2 separate regions of the Arachis hypogaea genome follow, and region 2 is linked to region 1. The links are chromatin contacts, called in public Hi-C maps. All regions are on one chromosome and are shown on one strand. Each heading gives the region's core, a stretch centred on a gene start, on an enhancer-like site or on the middle of the called end of the contact. The rest is flanking DNA. Distances are from core to core; before and after follow the strand shown.

Region 1 (4,863 bases), core at 1,484-3,983:
ATCTAGTATATATTTTAAGAATATTCACAATTATGTATCAAAGAAAAAGGTGACTGAACATTTACAATTGTAGTCTTGTAAGAATATAAGGGATGCAGGAGAATAATGAGGTCATTTGAGAAATAAATTGTAGTTGTATTACTCTTACTGGTATCAATAAAGGACAAAAGTATCCTGTTGCTTATTACTTTTAAAAGCTTACTGGAAAATAATTGCTTATTTTTAAAAGTTTAAATCTGAAGCTAGATGATATTTATTACCAAATTACATGCGCTTTTTAATTTGTATATTGGGACTGAAATAATGTTTTTCACCGTTATTGAGACTCTGTGTGTAATCCTTGGATATAGACAATGACAAAAGATAAATCGAAAGCTCAGATTTACAACACCACAAATCGAAGGGTTAGTTTTCTTCAAATCAAACCCTCAGATTTGAATACAACTGGAACACACTTATGAGACAATCGGATGGCCAAAAATAAATCAACGAAAGATCGAACGGTGAATGCAATGATGCCCGAAATCTGAGGCTCAAATTTCACTCTTCATCAATCTAACGGGCAGGGTTATATCAACAATGATCAATGGTAAAAGAGGACTCTACAATTTTGAGCCTCAGTATTGTGGATTTGTGGTCAGTAACCACCTGTGCCCCATGCACATGGAGTGAATGGGACTTGATAGCAATTGTACGAGAGTATCTCTTGCTTCTCTCTTCATTCATCCCTTTCAATTCCATTTGGTTCAGTTTCAGCAATCTTTCTTCATCTTTTACCTTTCATAGCTCCAAATTCATACATTTACAATAAATAAAAACCACAATACCTAAGAAAAAAAAATTAAAGAAAAAGATCGAACTTCATATTATTAACTATCTTAGCCAACCTCATTATGTAAGTATTTTTGTTAATTTTTTTAATATAAATAAAAAAATAATTATATTGTAGATTTGATGTAATTTATAGTAAATATATTATAGTTAAACATATATTGTTTGTTGATAATGGTTATATATATATATATATATATCGTCCTGAACTTTATATTATTAACTATCTTAGCCAACTTCATTATGTAAGTATTTTTGTTAATTTTTTTTAATATAAATAGAAAAATAATTATATTGTAGATTTGATGTAATTTATAGTAAATATATTGTAGTTAAACATATATTGTTTGTTGATAATAGTTAATTTAGTCTTTTATATATATATATATATATATATATATATATTATAATATTAGTTTGTTCGTTTATAATAATAATAATAATAATAATAATAATAATAATTTTGTAGGTAAAAAAAATTAGTAGAATATTAGTTATTATATGATTAGATTTGTTTTATAGGTTTATTAATTGTATTTGTTTGAGTAAAATAGTAATTAGAATTTAGTTTAGTGGGTAGTTTTATTGATGACAGTTGTTGCTGGAATTTTTGGTAGTTTTTATTTAGTGTTAGTGACATAATAATTTAATTAAGCACTATTAATAGAGTTTAATTTCTCTATAATTATATTAATTATTTTAGATTGTAGGAGAATATAAATTAGAATTCTTAAATTTATTTTATAGATTTAGTAATTGTATTTGTTAGTAGAATGGTAATTAAAATTTAGTGGAATGATTAAAATTATTGATACCACCTGATTAGATTTATTTTATAAATTTAGAAATGTTGATTAAGAAATATTAATAATTATATTAATAGAGTGTAGTTTGTGAATAATCTTATAAATTCATTTGAGTTGTATGAGAATGTAAATTAGTACTTTTAATTTAATGAATAAACTATACTTGTAACAAAATAGATAGCAATTTGAACTAATTATTGTCATAATTTAAATAATTAAGTTATTGGAGATAATTATTAATTAGTTTTTGTGTTAAAATATAAGTAATAATGGTCATTTTGTTGATAAGAAGCTTAGTGATAATGACAACTAAGTATAGAGGTTAATTTATTTTTTGTTTGGGTGTATATTTAATGTTAGTTATAAGTCTTTGTACTCATGTATGATTAACTACCAAAAGATAACTTGAGTTAATTATTCGTCTATATTTTGTAGGGCACAAAAACTTTGAGGTGTGTTCACATGAACTCATCGGGATTATACAATCCGATTGTTAAGCTTCTTGTCCAAGCCATTGGATTTTATCATGTATCCTAAGTTGGAGTGATCCAAGGTCAGTCAGCTTTGGTAACAGCTCTAGTAGAGAGATGGTATCCAGATACTCATACCTTCCATCTCCCGACGGGTGAGTGCGCCGTTACGTTGGAGAATATGGCTCTAATCCTAGGTATTCCGATAAATGGTCTACCCGTGACAGGAACAACCATAACTAGTCAGGAAGCCATGGAATCTGAATGCTTACATCAATTTGGAGTTGCACCGAGAACCAGTGATTGCAGAGGAAGTTATATCAAGATGACCTGGATTAAAAATGTGAAAGAAATATTAATTTTGAATGATCGAGTTGCCATGGAAAAGTACGTTAAATGCCATATATTGTTGTTGTTTGGGTCAATCTTGTTTGCTGATAAGTCTGGGTCAGCGGTTTACTGAAAATTTCTTCCATTGCTTCGTGACTTCTCACAGATACACGAAATTAGATGAGGATCGACATCCCTAGCACACTTGTACAGAGCATTGTGTAGAGCATCTCGATTTAACTGTAAAGAGATTGATGGTCCACTGACATTGTTGCATATTTGGGCTTGGATTCGTATGCCGGTTCTTGCCCCGATTTCTAGAACCCCGTGGTTCTTTTCACTGGCTAACCGGTAATATCAATTGTTAAATGAGATTGAATATTGTGTTACTTTCTATTGCAATATCTGGTTTGAAACTTTAGTAATAAAAAAAATGTTGACAGATGGCGTAACTGGGAGCATCATAATTGGCAATATAGATATCATACTGTTGCTTATTTTAGGGGATTGTTAGATGAAGTTCAGGAAGGTCAGGTGTATTCTCATCCATTGATATAGAAACATCTGGATATACATGTTTCTTGATGCCTTCGTATTATGTAGTGCTTAATAATATTTTTTTATCCAATCCAGTTTGTTTGGGAAGCTTACGACGTTGATCGGATAGAGGCAGATGTCATTCCAGAAGACATCTGTAGTCAATCAGAAATTTGGAGTGCAACGATACCATTGATATCGTTTGAGACTCTTGAGTGGTATGCAACCGATAGGTGTAGGAGACGATTTGGGTTCGTACAGGGTGTGCCACATCAGGAGAGGTCTCTAGATGGCCAACATGGTAAGATTTTGACCGGACCCAAAAATTTGGATTGGTCTGTCACACACAGATTTTGGATAATGCAGTAGACCAACCGATATAGTCATGTCCTAATTCATGAGCCTGTGAAATTAACCTGAATGTTCCCGGCTGCGCGTTGATTTGCATGCAATTTAGAGGTCACGGTCTCTGAAAACACATAACCAGCATTAATTCGAGCCTCCGCTTCAGCCCTTTTCCTGGTGAATAACTCATTCAGTCTGTAAAATGTTGCCTTTACAAGTGCAGTGACTGGGAGATTAAGCGCCCCCTTCAATACCGAATTAATGCACCTCCACTAAATTTGTAGTCATGTGACCCCATCGATATCCACCATCGAATGCCAAAGCATACTGTTCACGAGGAATTCTGTCCAGCCACCTTGTGTATGCTTCACCCCGCTCGCGTAAACGTTCGTAATGCAACTAGTATTCGCGCACTGTCCTAGAGTATCCTGCGACACAGAAAAAACAAGACATCCATTACAATGACGGTTACTATAACATGCAAACTATGTATTTATTTTAGTTACCTATGTTGACGATAAGCTTTTGGAGATATGGTGCCTTAAATTTTCTCAAAAAATTAGACTCTATATGCCTGATGCAGAACATGTGGAAAGCTCTCGGAGGCGACCAAGCTCCATTATTGCGTTCCACGGCCGAACTTATAGAATCGTGTCGATCAGAGATAAAGCCCACACCATCCCGTGTCACCACATGTCGTCGCAAATTACTAAGGAAAAAATACCACGCATCAGAAGTCTCACCCTCGACAATAGCAAATGCAATGGGCACTATATTGTTGTTTCCATCCTGTGAAACTACCACCAACAGACAACCCTTATATTTTCCATATAAATGAGTCCCGTCTACCTGTACAACTGGTTTGCAGTGCCTGAATGCTCTAATGCAAGGGTAATAACTCCAGAAAACCCGATGTAGCACCCGAATATTAGGAACCAAGTCATCCCCCTGATAACAAGGCATGGTCTCAAAGTGGACGGCTGCTGATGGCTCCTTAGCACACATGACTTCAAACCATATAGGCAGAGCTTCATAGGAAGCCTCCCAACCTCCAAATATTTTTTCTACTGACTTCTGCTTTGCCAACCATGTTTTCCGATAACTTATAGTGTAATTAAACTTTGATTGAACTTCAGCAATGACAGATTTTACCTTTATGGATGGGTCAGCTTCTACCAATGTCTTAATGGCTTCTGCAATTATGATTGAATCCAGCTTGAAATGGTCTTGAGAAATACTTGATCTAGTGCAAGTGTGACTACCATTATATCTTCTAATTTCTGAACAATACTTCATCTGGATCATGCTAACCCTAATCAGTCAATTACAACTTGTTCCGTACTGTGTACATTTGGCATAGAATGTTTGGGGTTCTGATTCATACATCCGGTAATCTACGCCTCTTCGGATAGCATAATCTTTAACTGCTGCAATCACAAATTCGCGAGAACTAAATTCCATCCCCACGACAAATTCACCATCTGCCACAACCAAAGGCTCTACAACAACAATATCATGATATAAATTCACAAAAGTACATGTAC
Region 2 (4,863 bases), core at 1,137-3,636, 110 kb before region 1:
AATATAAGAGATATCAATTCTATATAAATTGAAATTTGTGTTACATTTTGGACTCACACAGAAGAGTATTGAATGGGGTCCAAGATTTTACCCGGTCGAACTCTGAACAGAAAGCATCTTTTGTTGTACTTAGGAGTTTTATTTTTGTTTAATATAATTTAATTTGTGAGTCTAATTTGGTGATCTTTTGGATAGAATCGGTCCGATCTGAAATCATATTTTATAATTAAAATATATTTTATGATAAAATTATTAATAAAATGTTATGTTTTTATAGTTTAAAATATTTTTATATTATACAGTGTCATTTTTATTTTAAAATAATTTATTTTGATATATATATTCTATAATATATTAAACTTATTAAAAAGTAAAATTTTATTAATTTATTATATAAAATTAATAAAATTGTATATCTTAATTATACATCGATTTATTTTGAATTAATTTAGAATTGAATTTAAATTTTTAAAATAAATATTAAAATCAGATATGATCTAATTAAATCTAGCACACCATTGATCAGCATCAATCTCAACTTCTAAGGTTACTTATTGCCTTATAAGTTATAACAATTCACAATTCAATACTTGGATAAAGCTTATTTATTCACAACCGCATGTATGCTTTAGTTAATTCTTAATTGCTAGTATGGTTGGAGCTAAAAAGAGCTTGATGATGAAAGTCATCACTTGAGACTTTACTTCAAGGGTTTAATTTGGATGTGCCAATGAATGAACACATTGACATGAAAGAAGCCTTCCGCCTAATTCTATAGGTAAAAAACTAATTCGTTGTGGATTTGAACTGTATTTAAAATTAGTTACTGATTTATTGGACATTAAATTAATACATGTACAAAATTAAATTCAAATTTTTAATACTTATTTAATCAACCTAAATTGATTGCGGTGTTATATATATTAGTGACATTTCAGTAAATATTAATTATTTTTGTTTTTCACTTGAAAAAGAAAATAATTATTTTGTATGTATCTCTTGTGTTATATGTCTGTCAAAAAGATTTAATTAAAAATTTAATAAAATTATAAAAATTGGATAGTATAATTAAAATTTGATATAATAAAAGGAATGTTTTGTTAAAGAGAAAATTTTACTTTTCTCTCTTAAAAGATGTTAAAATGATATATTTTTTTCCTATTCGTAAAATGTGCATTCTCCTACGATCCCTTATAATTTTTAATAAACTTTATCTTTAATCCATTTTAAATTTTTTGTGTTAACTAACGTTAACTTCATCCATTTTTTAAGAAAAAATAAATTATTTTTTTACAAAAATACCCTTTAGAAAAAATTTTATTTTTTTGTCATTAAATTTTGTTTACCAAAATACCTTTTAATAAATTATTTTTTTGTTCATTAAATTGTATTTTTACCAAAATATTTTTAAAAGAAATTTAATAATTAAATTATTTTTTTTAAGATACCCTTTAATAATTTTTTAATTACTAAATTATGATTTTACCAAAATTTTCGTTAACAATTATTTTTATATTTTATTATTAATTTTTTGATATAAATATATATTATTTTAACATTAAATAAAAAATCTTACTACTGTTAATATGTATAAAAATTAATATATATTGATATCAAAAAATTAATAGTAAAATATAACTATAATTATTAACAAAAATTTTGGTAAAATCACAATTTAATAATTAAAAAATTATTGAAGGGTATTTTAGAAAAAAATAATTTAATTATTAATTTTTTAAAAAAATATTTTGGTAAAAGTATAATTTCATCAATAAAAAAATAATTTATTAAAAAATATTTTGGTAAGCAAAATTTAATAACAAAAAAATAAAATTTTTGTTAAAGGGTATTTTTTGTAAAAAATAATTTATTTTTTCTTAAAAAAATAGATAAAGTTAACATTAGTTAACACAAAAAATTTAAAATAGATTAAAGAAGGAGTTTTTTAAAAGTTATAAGGGTGGAGAATATACATTTTATAAAAAAAAAAAAAGTAGTGTCATTTTAGCATCTTTCAAAAGAGGAGAGTATAATTTTCTCTTAATTAAATTATAAAGCGCAAGAGACAAAGCTCAAACGGGTATACCTTAGCTTTTAGGATGGCTTTCAAGTATATTAGTGTCCTTAACTGGTATACCGATATTCAGTAAATAAGAAGCGTTGATATATTGATATAAAATTAAGAATGACTGCAATTGAAAGGAGTTATTTTGACATAACCATTTGAACGTGGAATGTACGGTGTGGGGATGACCCGTGAATCCGTTATCCAAAACAGACAACTCTTCAAGTGGTGCTACATGTCCTTGGCTTAAGTCCACAAAAAGGTTGGCTAAGCGACGAGCCTGCAACGCAATTTTTTGGATAGAGCAACGCAGTTGTTTAACAGAATGCTGGAAAAAGCCATGGGTGGATAAAGTTTAGGTTGAGTGGGTCATACTGGTGTGGGCCAGTTTTACAAGTAGTATGCGAAATTATTTTTGGGTTGCTAATTTATTTTTGTCTGGTGGAATTTGTAAGAGAATATTTTTGTTGGACATTGGAGGGAAGAAAATGTGACCTTATGAGTTAGTTGTTACACAAAAAAGAATTTAGAATTGCCTGACCCAAAAAAAAAAAAAAACGAAAACTAATGATCAAATTGTGAGAGGCGGAATGTTGTATATTGAATTTGTTGATGCTTTCCCTTGTCGACTTATAAAGCAAGAACACTGAGGCAATGTTAGATTGTTAGAACTTAGAAGCATAAGATGGAGAGTATTGGGGTTTAGCGTTTGGGAATAGCTTGCTCAATTATTGGTCGGCGTTGTAAGTGCAACCTTAAGTATTTGGTGCGAATTAATAGTACGATATGGAAATGCAGTATTAAAAAGTAGCATGGAAGGATATTTTCGGTTGAGGGAGTCAGGGACAATTGGATCTGAAATTATGAGAACTGGTTTGAATATTTTAATGAGTAATTGATGAATAATTTTGCATTGATTCATATGTTCCTTACGAAACGACTGTTGAACTGAAGTCAATTTTAAAGTCATCAAACCTTTGAATTGTGTGTGTTGTTTATAGTTTACTAAATAAACTAACTGTATTTTTTTCAAAGTTAGGAGAGAGAATCCAATCCACGACCAAGATTATGTCATTTGAGCTAACTCATTAGCAAATGAGCTAACTGTTAGGACGTTGCAGTCTTTGCATGTGAATTATGTTATTTATGCAACAAGCAGTAACTTGGAATTGGCATATAACTATAAGTAATGACCTTTGAATAAGGGAGTGAATAAAGGTTGAGAAATAAAATGCACTAAAAAAGGAAATATTCCAACAAATTGAAATTAGATTCCAACATGCGTTCGATCACGCACTGATATGTCTCTCATTTCAATCCATTTTTCCCAATCCGACTTCTGTCTCAACTCTCAACCAAATTATTATTAAATATTAATCCAGCACTACCTTCATTGTATTTTTTTAGTTATTCAACCATCAACGTCCACATCCTTCCAACTTTAATTTCTTTTAATTATTTCCTTTTTTAGTGAAGTTTAATAATTTCTTTCCATACACCTCTCTCATAATAATAAAAAAAAAAGAGAAAGTATAGGGAGCCAATTACCTAAACGTACAATGTGTACAATGAAAGTTTAGAAAGTATTAGAAATATGCTTATTAGTGTTACATTATTCTATCAAGTTACACTTTTGGGATGAGTGGTTTCAGGACATGGTATTAGAGTTCCAGATTCAGAAGGTTAAGAGTTTGAATATTGGTGAACTCAAAATTAGCTTTTTTTAGGCTATTGGCTCCCTAGCACTACTCTAAAAAAAATAGAATATTTCATCAATCTATAACACCAAAAAACTAAAATAAATACTCTAAATTCAATTTTCATTTATAGGTCCACTTCTATTTAGTATTTATTGTTAGTATCCTGTGAAGCCAACTAAAAAAAGCCCATCAGCTTCAAGCCGATTACGTCCTACTTGGTCAGTTGGTTGTAGCGGCCTGCCTCTTACGTTGAGCTTTAGTAGTTACGCACAGAGCCGCATCATATTAAAACCCGATTCCGTCATTTCACTCTATTAAACTACTATTTCACCTTAATCGATGACAATAATAAAAAAATTTCATAATCCATAAATTCAGTCTAACAAAACATAAATTCAATTACAATTTGTCTTTATTATTTTATCTTATCTTATCTTTAGTTGTTCTTATCTTATATTTATTTGTTTTTATCTTTCTTAGGTCAATTTTCTATATATTTAATTTTGGTGAGTTTTATGGTATAAAAAGAAAAAAATTTTTACAATTGGCTCATTAAAGAACTTGACAAGTGTTTAAAAAAGAACAAAATCTACACTCTTTGCAGGAGAAGTACAGGAGCCTTGCATTTTCTGCAAGTGGTTAATTCAAAATTTTGATTGACTAATTATACTAATTAAAATTAAATTTAGTAAGATAATGATAAACCTCACCCCAAAATTATTTTTTTTATCGATCTTTAACAATTACAAAAAAAGGCTTCAGTTTATATATTTTATTTTGTTTGAACTTTGAATCATCTTAATCTTTTAATAAACTAACTTATTATTTTTATTTTTAATCCATATTTATTATTGTTATTACTATTATAGTAAATTTTGTTAAATCTAAATAAAGGTTTAATTTTTTTTAATTAGGTCCTTCTTAACAGTGGCGGAGCTTGAAACAAAATTTTGGGGGGCAAATAAAAAATAATTGTCAAGATATTTTTTATATGAACCTATTAGAAATAAGTTTGTCTAACCCCATCTCTCTGATTTGGGTGATATTGCCAAATTTAAAGCCGTTTTCCAGGGTCTCGTTCCAAAGAATTAAGGTCAA

Evidence for each region. Hi-C and Micro-C count contacts between places; a contact is called where the count stands out from the background.
Region 2: a contact with region 1 is called in a Hi-C map of an unstated tissue, with 2.5 times the contacts expected there. The contact joins the enhancer-like site here to the promoter of LOC140182154 in region 1. A contact is called at or near these places in 2 of 8 Hi-C or Micro-C datasets (leaf and an unstated tissue).

The regions. Positions count from the first base shown.
Region 1 is chr19:15,024,912-15,029,774 of arahy.Tifrunner.gnm2.J5K5, reverse strand. LOC140182154 (serine/threonine-protein phosphatase 7 long form homolog) reads left to right here and starts at 2,733. Exons shown (of 3, transcript XM_072228280.1): 1 at 2,733-2,788; 2 at 2,881-2,971; 3 at 3,071-3,343. The coding sequence starts at 2,733. The coding sequence ends at 3,343. LOC140182153 reads right to left here and starts at 4,615. Exons shown (of 2, transcript XM_072228279.1): 1 at 3,894-4,615; 2 at 3,370-3,493. The coding sequence starts at 4,615. The coding sequence ends at 3,370. LOC112779361 (dimethylnonatriene synthase) reads left to right here. Exons shown (of 2, transcript XM_025823599.3): 2 at 1-187.
Region 2 is chr19:15,132,809-15,137,671 of arahy.Tifrunner.gnm2.J5K5, reverse strand. No RefSeq gene overlaps it. Among protein-coding and RNA genes, the nearest start is that of LOC112780026, 11 kb to the left of the region's middle. Within about 2 kb of position 2,386, at least 3 of the 3 cell types and tissues checked have open chromatin away from gene starts, as enhancers often do.